Linked DNA regions of Gossypium hirsutum: region 2 is linked to region 1. Evidence: chromatin contacts called from public Hi-C data. All regions are on one chromosome and are shown on one strand. The core of a region is the stretch at or near the end of the contact, and the rest is flanking DNA. Distances in the headings are between cores, read along the strand shown.

Evidence for each region. Hi-C and Micro-C count contacts between places; a contact is called where the count stands out from the background.
Region 2: a Hi-C map of hypocotyl shows a contact between it and region 1, with 2.9 times the contacts expected there. The contact joins the promoter of LOC107913439 here to the enhancer-like site in region 1. A contact is called at or near these places in 3 of 34 Hi-C or Micro-C datasets (hypocotyl, leaf and petal).

The regions. Positions count from the first base shown.
Region 1 is chrD12:54,470,627-54,475,615 of Gossypium_hirsutum_v2.1, reverse strand. It overlaps the pseudogene LOC107913435. Among protein-coding and RNA genes, the nearest start is that of LOC107911408, 8.1 kb to the left of the region's middle. Within about 2 kb of position 2,760, at least 1 of the 9 cell types and tissues checked has an H3K27ac peak or open chromatin away from gene starts, as enhancers often do. A contact at or near this core is called in hypocotyl, where this site is marked.
Region 2 is chrD12:54,532,140-54,537,128 of Gossypium_hirsutum_v2.1, reverse strand. It overlaps LOC107913439 (SWI/SNF complex subunit SWI3A), which reads left to right and starts at 2,071. Exons shown (of 7, transcript XM_016842013.2): 1 at 2,071-2,233; 2 at 2,339-2,862; 3 at 3,265-3,759; 4 at 3,912-4,078; 5 at 4,198-4,247; 6 at 4,519-4,682; 7 at 4,781-4,989. The coding sequence starts at 2,143. The coding sequence ends at 4,978. LOC107913440 (protection of telomeres protein 1b) reads right to left here and starts at 659. Exons shown (of 10, transcript XM_016842015.2): 1 at 487-659; 2 at 98-234. The coding sequence starts at 601.

The sequences.
Region 1 (4,989 bases), core at 1,511-4,010:
AGTAAGAATTAAAGGCACATAATTAACATTCAAAGATATTATATATATAATTATAATCACACTTTTATCACATATACATGTAAGCTAATAACCAATTTTGTTCTTGTATAAATGTTCATAAACTTTTACTTTAAGTAAAATAGGTATCAACCGAATATATATATATAACCATAACAATTTAAAACTTATATATATTCATACCATATATACTTCCAAATAAATAACTTACCTTAATTCCATATATTTATTCAACTAACTTATACCTGCACATACATTTCAAATACATAACAATCTTCATTTACATTACTTGTCGAACCAATCGAAAATAAATAGAATAATCAAATAGTCGAGAGATTCATACAACGCCATCGTCCTAGACATGGTCTTACATGTAATCGCAAATCGATGCCACTATCCCAGACAAGGTCTTACTCGAAAATACAAATCGATGCCATCGTCCCAGACGTGGTTTTACACAAAAATATAAATCAATTCCATCATCCCAGACGTGGTCTTACATGAAAATACTTATCAGAAAATTTCCATACAATTTCTAAGGTTCAAATATGCTTACAGACATTAAATATCAGTTAATTCGAACTCAATTAACTTATTTCTTATAACAAATATATATATTCAGCCAAAACCTCTTACTACATCTAATGATTCCATATATTATCTATCTACTATATAACATGAATTTAACAAAATTTAAATGCTTATCGACTTACCTCGAATGTCGTCGACCGTTAAATCAGCTACTCAACCACATTTGTCTTTTCCCTATCCAAATCTAATTTCTTTAATTCTTGTTCCAAACATATTCAATTTAAGCTCATTTGAACACCATTTTATTCAATTTAGCCTAAAAACACATAAATGGGCAAATTACAATTTTGCCCCTAACATTTCACACTTTTTTACAATTTAGTTCTTTTTGTTCAAAACACAAAATACACAAAATTTGGCTACACTCCTTTAGGGTCGAATATTCCTAGTGTCTTTACAAGCCCACACATTTCATTTATTTCACATTTTAGCCCCTCAAAAATTTATTTTTACAATGTAACCCTAATTACTCAAATTCATCAAAAATTCAAAGACAAAACATATTAATCTTTCACATTTCTTTCATATTTCATCATCAACTATCACAAAGCTCAAGCATTCATCAATGGTACATTTCAAAATCATCAACAATTCATAAAATTAAGGTATGGGTTTTGAATTATTCGAAGCAACGATCTCAAAAACGTAAAAATTATTGAAAACCGAACAAAAACGAACCTTGAATTTAAGCTTGAATATGGCCGAAACTTAACTAAGCTTTAATGGATTTCTTCCTTCTTGGTTTCGGCTAAGAAAGATGATAACAATCTAATGTTTTTATGCTTTTAACTATCTTATATTATAATATTTGTTAATTACTCATTTAACCTTATTTAAATAAATATAACTTATATATATAATAAGGTTAGTTTTGTCCTTAGCCATCCACTAACTATTTAGTGGTCTAATTGGATGTTTAAACCTTCCAAATAAAAAGGCAACAACAAATTGATACTTTTAGCTTTAACCCCTAAATTTTTATTTTTACGCGATTAAGTCCTTTTCATTTAATCAGTTTCTCAAACAAAAAAATTTAAACACGAAAATTTCACACAATCAAATTCACACATAGTAACTCACAAAGTAATATTAAAATATTTTTTGACTTGGATTTGTGGTCCCGAAACCACTATGTTCGATTAGGGTCGAAATCGGGCTGTTACACTGAGACACATACTGCTTCAACGCTCGAAACTCACCTCCTCCATCTGTCTGTAAAATCTTAAGCTTGCACCTCAATACACGTTCAGCCTGTTGATGAAACATTTGAAATACAGTAAGAACATCAGATTTTCTCTGTAAGAAATATAGCCAAGTATACCTGGAGTAAGCATCAGTAAAAGCGACATAATATCGAAATCCATTTGACATGACCGAAGCTGGCCCCCAGACATCCGCCACGACGAGTTGTAAAGGAGCAGTATATTCAGTCAAGGATTGAGAAAAAGGCTGCTTACGCTCTTTGCCCAAGTGACAAACAATACAACACGAAACATTTTTATTAGTTTCAAATTGTATGTTACAATGTTTTAAAGCCTTTTTGAGGGCTACATCACATGGATGACCTAACCTAGAGTGCCACACACTTAACGGGACCATTGCATTAGCAGTAAAGCATTGGGAAGAACCATCAGCTAACATTGTTGACCCCGAACCTTTAAACGCAATTTGTATAACCCGACATGTACTGAACCACTCAGGAGAACTTGCTTAGTCTTGAGATCATGAACCTGACACTGAGTAGGATAAAACTCAACCATTACTTGATTATCCTTTGTAAATTTTGACACATATAGCAAATTCTTAGTGATACCAGGCACATGTAACAGTGATTTCATATATAAAGGTCGGGATGAAGTAGACAATGTGGACTGACCCATAGAAAGAACCGGTAGAGCAGTACCATTGCCAACATACACTTTACCTGGACCATTGTAAGCCAGAGGTTCACCTAGTGACGATACTGAGTTTGTCAGATGATGTGTCACTCCAGAGTCGGGATACCACGTATTATCCGCAACCGTTGTAGGAGTTGCAACATAAGCTTGCGGCATTGGAGCTGTAGAGGAAGACATACTAGGAGACATACCATCATGCAATGAAGCAGACGCAACAAATGGATTATTCCAGTTGTTAGTTGAAGCAGGTGGGCACAACCAACCCGATGGTGAATTTTTAGTAGGTACATAAGTAGCAGGCACAGATGGTGGCCAAGACACATTTGCAGCACTATGTCCAAATGTACTAAGATTTGCTTGAGGAACCATAGAGAGTCTGGAACCAACATTTTTATATGATGCATCAAATCTATGATAACACCGGTCAACAAGATGCCCCAACTTTCCATACAATTGACACTGTACACGTGATCCAAATGAGCGACCATGCCCTCTACTTCTACCATTTGACGAGGAACGATATGCAGGTGTATTTACAGTCTCAGGCACCGAGGTTGAAGCTTGATGAGATACAAGATTAGCAGAGCTAGATGTTTCACACAGACTAATGTTTTGTCAGGCTTCAGCATGAAGCAAGATCGTGGTTACTCCTTGCACACCGTAAGGCACCTGACTAGCAGTAATAATAGCAATAACTGCCTCATAATCCAGTGGCAAACTATTAAGAATGGCAGTGACATACTCATGATCACTAATTACCTCACCACAGCTAGCAAGGCTGTCACAATAGCTTTTACTTTTCATCAAGAAATCTTTCATTGAAAGCTCACCTTTTCGCTGAGAATGAAGAGCCCTTCGATAGGACATCAATTGAGAAGTGGTTTTGGTACCATACAAAGCAACAATGGCACTCCATATTTGCGCACTAGACTCCAACCCAATAAGATGCTGTAAAACAGCTGGACTGACAGATGATAACAGCCAAGAAGCTAAAGCACAATCTTGCTGTTGAAATCTTGAAAACGTAAGATTATCTTGAAGAATTCCTTCTTCACTCACAACCTGTCGAGGAGGAGGAGCCGTGCTAGAGTCAAGAAACTGTTGCAGACTATAGGTTTTAACAGCCCTGTTGACGCCATAGCAGGTAATTAGTATCATCAAGCAAAATACTAATCTTCTTGATAGCAAAGATTCGACTATCAGCAACAGCTTCAGACACATTTGAAGCCATCTCAGGCGTATCAGACTGTACAGCAGACAGACTGGTAGGTATAGCCATAAAGAACATAGGACCTCAAGGATCTAACAAAAAGAAAAGAAAATCTGATAACATGTTACGATACTTACAAAAGAAGTATTATTATCATTGAAAAACCTTATCTCAACACACTTACAGTAAGCATATTTATAGTAGTATACTTATAACAGACTAACCAGCTAAACTAACTGCTAACAACTATTAACCAACTACTGTTAAATAGTTATACTAACAGGGATTATCTTCCATGGCTTGCATGGTTAAGCCATGTTAATGGACTCCATGGTAAAGCCAAGAAAGTGGCGAAGGAGTTAGATGAATTTCTAGATGGGGTGATCAAAGAACATATGAATCGGCATGAAAAACACGTAAATGACCATGCAGGGATCCAAGGTGAAGGTCAAAAAGACTTTGTGGATGCTTTGCTGGAGATTCAGAGGGAAAACACAGTTGGCTTCCCTTTAGAAAAAATCAGCATTAAGGCTCTTATCTTGGTAAGAACTAACAAGTTAATTTGTCATATATGTTAGCATAACGTATCTGTGTATACTGTTGTTTTCACAATAAAGAGAATTATATATATATATATTACAGTTCCACAACTTCAGCTGAAGTGGATATCTTTCCAGGATATATTTGTAGCCGGTACCCATACGACATACGCAGTCCTGGAGTGGGCAATGACAGAACTCTTAAGGCACCCCAAGATAATGAAGAAACTTCAAAACAAGGTCAGGAATGTTTCTGCTGACAATTCAAGCATATCGAAGGATGATCTCGGAAACATGCACTACCTAAAAGCAGTGATCAAAGAGACTCTTCGTTTATATCCTCCGATTCCCTTGTTACTTCCAACAATATCTACAAAAGACATTAAGCTCAAGGGCTATGACATTATCAAAGGAACTCGAGTTATCATCAATGCTTGGGCGATCGGAAGAGGCCCTGTGTCATGGGAGAATCCGGAAGAGTTTCTTCCGGACAGGTTCTTGGACAATTCCATAGATTTCAAAGGACAACATTTTGAGCTGATTCCTTTCAACTCTGGAAGGAGGATTTGTCCGGAAATCTTGTTTACAATCGCAATAAATGAGCTTCTCTTAGCAAATCTGGTGCACAAGTTTGATTTTGGTCATTGCCTGGTGGAGCAAAAGAGAAGGATTTGGACATGACCAAAACCGTCGGCCTTACCGTACACAAAAAATCTCCTCTAATCGCTGTAGC
Region 2 (4,989 bases), core at 822-3,321, 62 kb before region 1:
TTTTCAAAAAAGAAATTAAAGATGAAACATGAACTGACCAAACACAAGTAATATTAAGGAGGGCAAGAAATAACACTCTGGAATTATCAGAGTATACCGTGACACGTGAAAGTTGAATAATATCTCCAACAGATGCAACAAGAGGAAGACCGTCGATTTCTTGAGCAAATACATGCACAGGAACCCAGAACTCGGAATGTGACTCGTCAATTACTTTTAGCTTACAAAAATAATCTGCAAACAAAACAGAAATTCTGGCTAAGCAAAATAAGTTCAGAACGATCAGAAAATACGATCAAGAAGATTAGAAACAAGAAAAAGAAAAAAGAAAGAATTTAAGTTCCGCATCTATATAACTTTCATAAAGAAATAGTGAGGTACTCGGGCGAGTATGGAAGCAACGAGGTGAGTACAATGAGTTATCATATTAGAACAGAAGGTAGGAAACAAGAGAGCAAAAAAGAGGAAAGAAAAGGTGGTGGGTACCGGTGCCTTTGGTTCGCTGGGGCAGAGTGAAGTCAAGAATGACGGCAAATAGGTTAACTTTCTGGTTAATGCAAGTAATGGCGTCCTTTAGCATAAGAAACTGGTAATCACCCATCTTTCCAATCCCTCTCTGAATCTCTGCTGCTATTTGAGTGATTTGTTAAATGGTTTAAGGTAGGCGGGGTTGAGTATTTGTGTTGGGAGTGAAGAGGCAGCATGGGTGATGGGCCAACTACCACATTAATTGCTGGGTCTGGCATTTATTAGTCCTGATTTAGGGCTTAAATTAAAATGAAGGAAGCTGAGGGCTTGGGCCTTCATGCATGTTGTCTCTTTTTGTTGAGCCTTTCCCCTTCTTGTTATTGGTCCACTCTAGCAACTTGTATTGGGTTTGTGAAAAGGCTTAATTAATTTAATATGTAATATACACCATTCATTTATGCTTTTGGGTGGAATAAGATAAATTTTATTTTATTTTGGAGAATTTTATTATTTTATTATATTTTAAAAAATTTATATAACATGTCGGATCAAGTTAAGTATAAATTTAATTTTTTTATTAGATTCGAAACATTTAACTGAAAATCATATCAATATCAACTTAAATTAAGAATATATCAAATCAAAATCGATCAGCAATAACTGTTGTTTCGTTCCGTTATCATCTCTAATTGACGCATGCACATTTTTTTCTCTCTTTTTTTTATTAAATTTCAAAATTGACTCTTTTATTGGTTTATATTATATAAAAGATCAAATTTCAATTTAATCATTATATTATACTTAAATTTAAGATCTAATTTATATATATATATATTTTATATAAGTTGTTACCTTAACATTTATAATGTTATTAGTTAAACTAAATACTTTATTCTAATTAAAATGTTGGCATGCTTTTTAAAAATTGTTAACATTATTAAAATTCTCTAATCCTTCTTTGACATGTTTCCATGATTTTTTTCTTTACCTTAGTAACATAATTCTAATTCTTTTATTGTTTTAATTATATAAAAATGGTCAAATTTTAATTTCAGTCATTATACTACATGCAAATTTAAGATTTAATTTAACTTTAAATTTAACATAATTTAGTACTTTAACGTATATAAATGTCACTAGGTAATCTAAATTATTTATTTGATTAAAATGCTGAATTGCTAATATCATTGAATTTATTTATTAAATTTAATTCAAATTTATTAAAATGTCACTTTTTGAAATATGATTATTAAATGAATTTTTTTATTTTAATTTTAGAATGTGATACTAATAATTTAAAAAATATATTAATAATTGAAGGTCAATTTTTAAATTTAAAAATTGTTAAGATTAGATAAAAATATATTTCATTAAAAATTGAAATTTTAAAATTTTTACACTAATAATTTTAAAGTTGTTTGATTGTTGGTGATATTTCTCCAAGTAATTCAATTCAACAAATTGATTTTTGAATTTGAAAAATTTTCATCTAAATTCAATTACTATCATGTACAGGACAAGCGAGATTACGATTGGTCGGTGACTTATATGAGTGTAACCGGTTGTTGCAATAGAAAAACCCATTCGCATTAAAAGTGATTAACAGAGTAAATCCTGAATCGGACCCAAAAAACCGACAGAATCCAAATTCCAAAACTCACCAAGGACCCGGGAATGGAGAACAAGCCTCGACATGACCCGAACCCGGATTCAAATCGACCCGAAGAACCAGAGCTCGACCTCTACACCATACCGAGCTACTCCAGTAAGTTCCTCCTTTCTAATTGATTAATCAATATTCCCCTTCTCCAAAACCCTGACGAAAAATCTCATTTCTTCTTCTTCTTCTTCTTCTTCTTCTTCTTCTTAGGTTGGTTTGCTTGGAACGATATTCACGAAACAGAGAGGCAAGCATTGAAAGAATTCTTCGAAGGCAGCTCAATCTCAAGAACCCCTAAAATCTACAAGGAGTACAGGGATTTCATCATCAACAAATACAGGGAAGACCCTTCTCGCCGCCTCACTTTCACCGAAATCCGCAAATCCCTCATCGGAGACGTCACTTTACTCCACAAGGTCTTCCGCTTCTTGGAAACCTGGGGTTTGATCAACTTCCTCGCCCCGCCTCCACCCCACGAAGGTTCCGAGAACGATGATAGGGTTCGGGTCGAAAACGGGGCCCCGAATGGAGTCCGGGTCGTCGCTACTCCTAATTCGTTGCGGCCGCTTTCGGCACCGGTCGTTAAGGGTAAGAACAGTGGTGATGGGGTTGAAGAGAGTGGAGTCAAGTTGCCTCCCCTGGCTTCATATTCTGATGTTTTTGGTGATTTGAAGAGACTACATTGTGGTAGTTGTGGAGATAATTGTCATTCTGGGTACTATGAATATAAAAAGGTAATTCATTTTTAAAAATTTGAAAGATTCTTTTTGCGTTTAAATTTTGTTTGGAATTGTTTTTATCTATGAATTATCCCAATGAACAATGGTTTTCTTATAGATAATTTGTGCTTAGCATTTAATATAACGTTTCTCCAGGTAACTGGTTTTATAGGTGTAATCATACGTTTCTTGTTCCAGACTTAAAGTCTTTTGTACAAGCTTTTTATTTGTTAGATTCTTATCAAATTCATGTTTGATTTGGGACACTGTAGCTTGGTTATTTGGGTGCCAATGTGTCTGGATGTATATATATGTATTCTGTGTTCGTTGTTGTAATTACCTGCACAAAGCTGAAGGCATGTAGTCGACTTGATTGTGTTGTGAAGTTGAGTGATATATGTTTTAATGCATCTGTAGGATACTTTCATAGTTTGCGATAAATGCTTCAAAAATGGAAATTATGGCGAGGATAAGTCTATGGATGATTTCGAGTTGAAAGATTGCCGTGAGAAGAGTGCTGCCAATGGTACTGTGTGGACCGAAGCAGAAACTCTTCTTCTTTTGGATTCTGTTCTGAAACATGGGGATGACTGGGATCTTGTTGCTCAAAATGTCCAAACCAAGTCTAAACTTGATTGTATTACAAAGCTCATTGAGCTGCCTTTTGGGGAGTCTTTGATAGATTCTGCCAGGGGAAGGGGCAATTTCAGCGGTACAAGTATGAGCATGAATGGCATAAAACCAGTTGTTGTTCCTTCATCTGAGGATCAAGAGAATATTATAAACGAGGATCAAGGTTATGATGGTGCAAATGAGAACGAAAAGAATGGGGATTCTGAGAATCAGGAGCCTCCTTTGAAGAAAAAACGCACTGCTTCCACTTCAGATGCTGATAGTTCTCTCATGAAGCAGGTAAAATTGTACCAGGCTATGTTACTTATACATGATGCCTCCATTTTATCCAAATTTATGCTTTTCTCATATATTATAAGTTTGTTGCATGTATAAAGACAAGCATTCTTTAAAGATTTTGGTTATACATTAATTGATTGTGTTTTCTACAGGTTGCTCGCATCTCTACCATGGTTGGGCCTCAAATCACTGCTGCTGCAGCTGAAGCTGCAGTTGTGATGCTTTCTGACGAAATGTCTTGTCCGAGGGAAATTTTTTATGGTGATCATATTGATTTAACTAATGGGTCGCTATCTCCTTCAATTTATCAGCAAGAAAGGTTGTTTAAAAGTTAATACTGTTATTCTTATTTTTCTTTCCCTTTGCAGCTAAATTTACTGTTAGGTTTTTTTACATCAGTATGGTGTTTTGAAGTATTCGATCTCTTACATGTTTTAGAGCTCATAAAACTGAAGAGTCAGAGATAAAGGAGAGGTCTAATCCATCAGGTATATATACATTTGAGTACAGTATTACAACATCATTTGGTGGTTTTGGCTGAAGAACCAAATTATGTGATCAAAAGTAGATATTGTTCATATTCCTTCTACTGAATTATTGCCAGCGTGTCCATTTATCACTCAGCACATAGACATCGTTTCTTTAATATTTCAATGTTTTCGATTTGTGCTCTACTTTTTATCTTTTGCACATTCATAGTCGGAGTCCTTCCATTCCTAATCATCATCATAATTTGTAAGAAAATAGACTCTCTTGCAGAATCTCAAGAGACACATCCGAAGAAGAGTGACATACCTTTACCATTGCGAATTAGAGCGGCAGTTGCAACAGGTCTCGGAGCAGCAGCTGCTCATGCCAAATTATTAGCTGTGCAGGAAGAGAAGGAGATTGAACATTTAGTTGCAACCATAATCGAAGCACAAGTGGGTTGAAGTTTCTGTTTTCACTTAATGTTTATCATGAAGCTATTTGATTTATCCTTAAAGTCATGCTTAATATTTTGTCCTTTCCTTGAATACAGTTAAAGAAATTGAACTCCAAAATCAAGCATTGTGAAGATGCGGAGCTTCTAATGGAGAAGGAATATGCTGCAATCGAGGGACTTAAGGAGTATATCCTTGGAGAGCGGATTAATATCTTACGAACAACGTATAATACTGGTACATCTAAATTGTTAGAGCACAGTTCTGTACAATCACAAACCAGCAACTTAAGTTAACGTGTTTTATA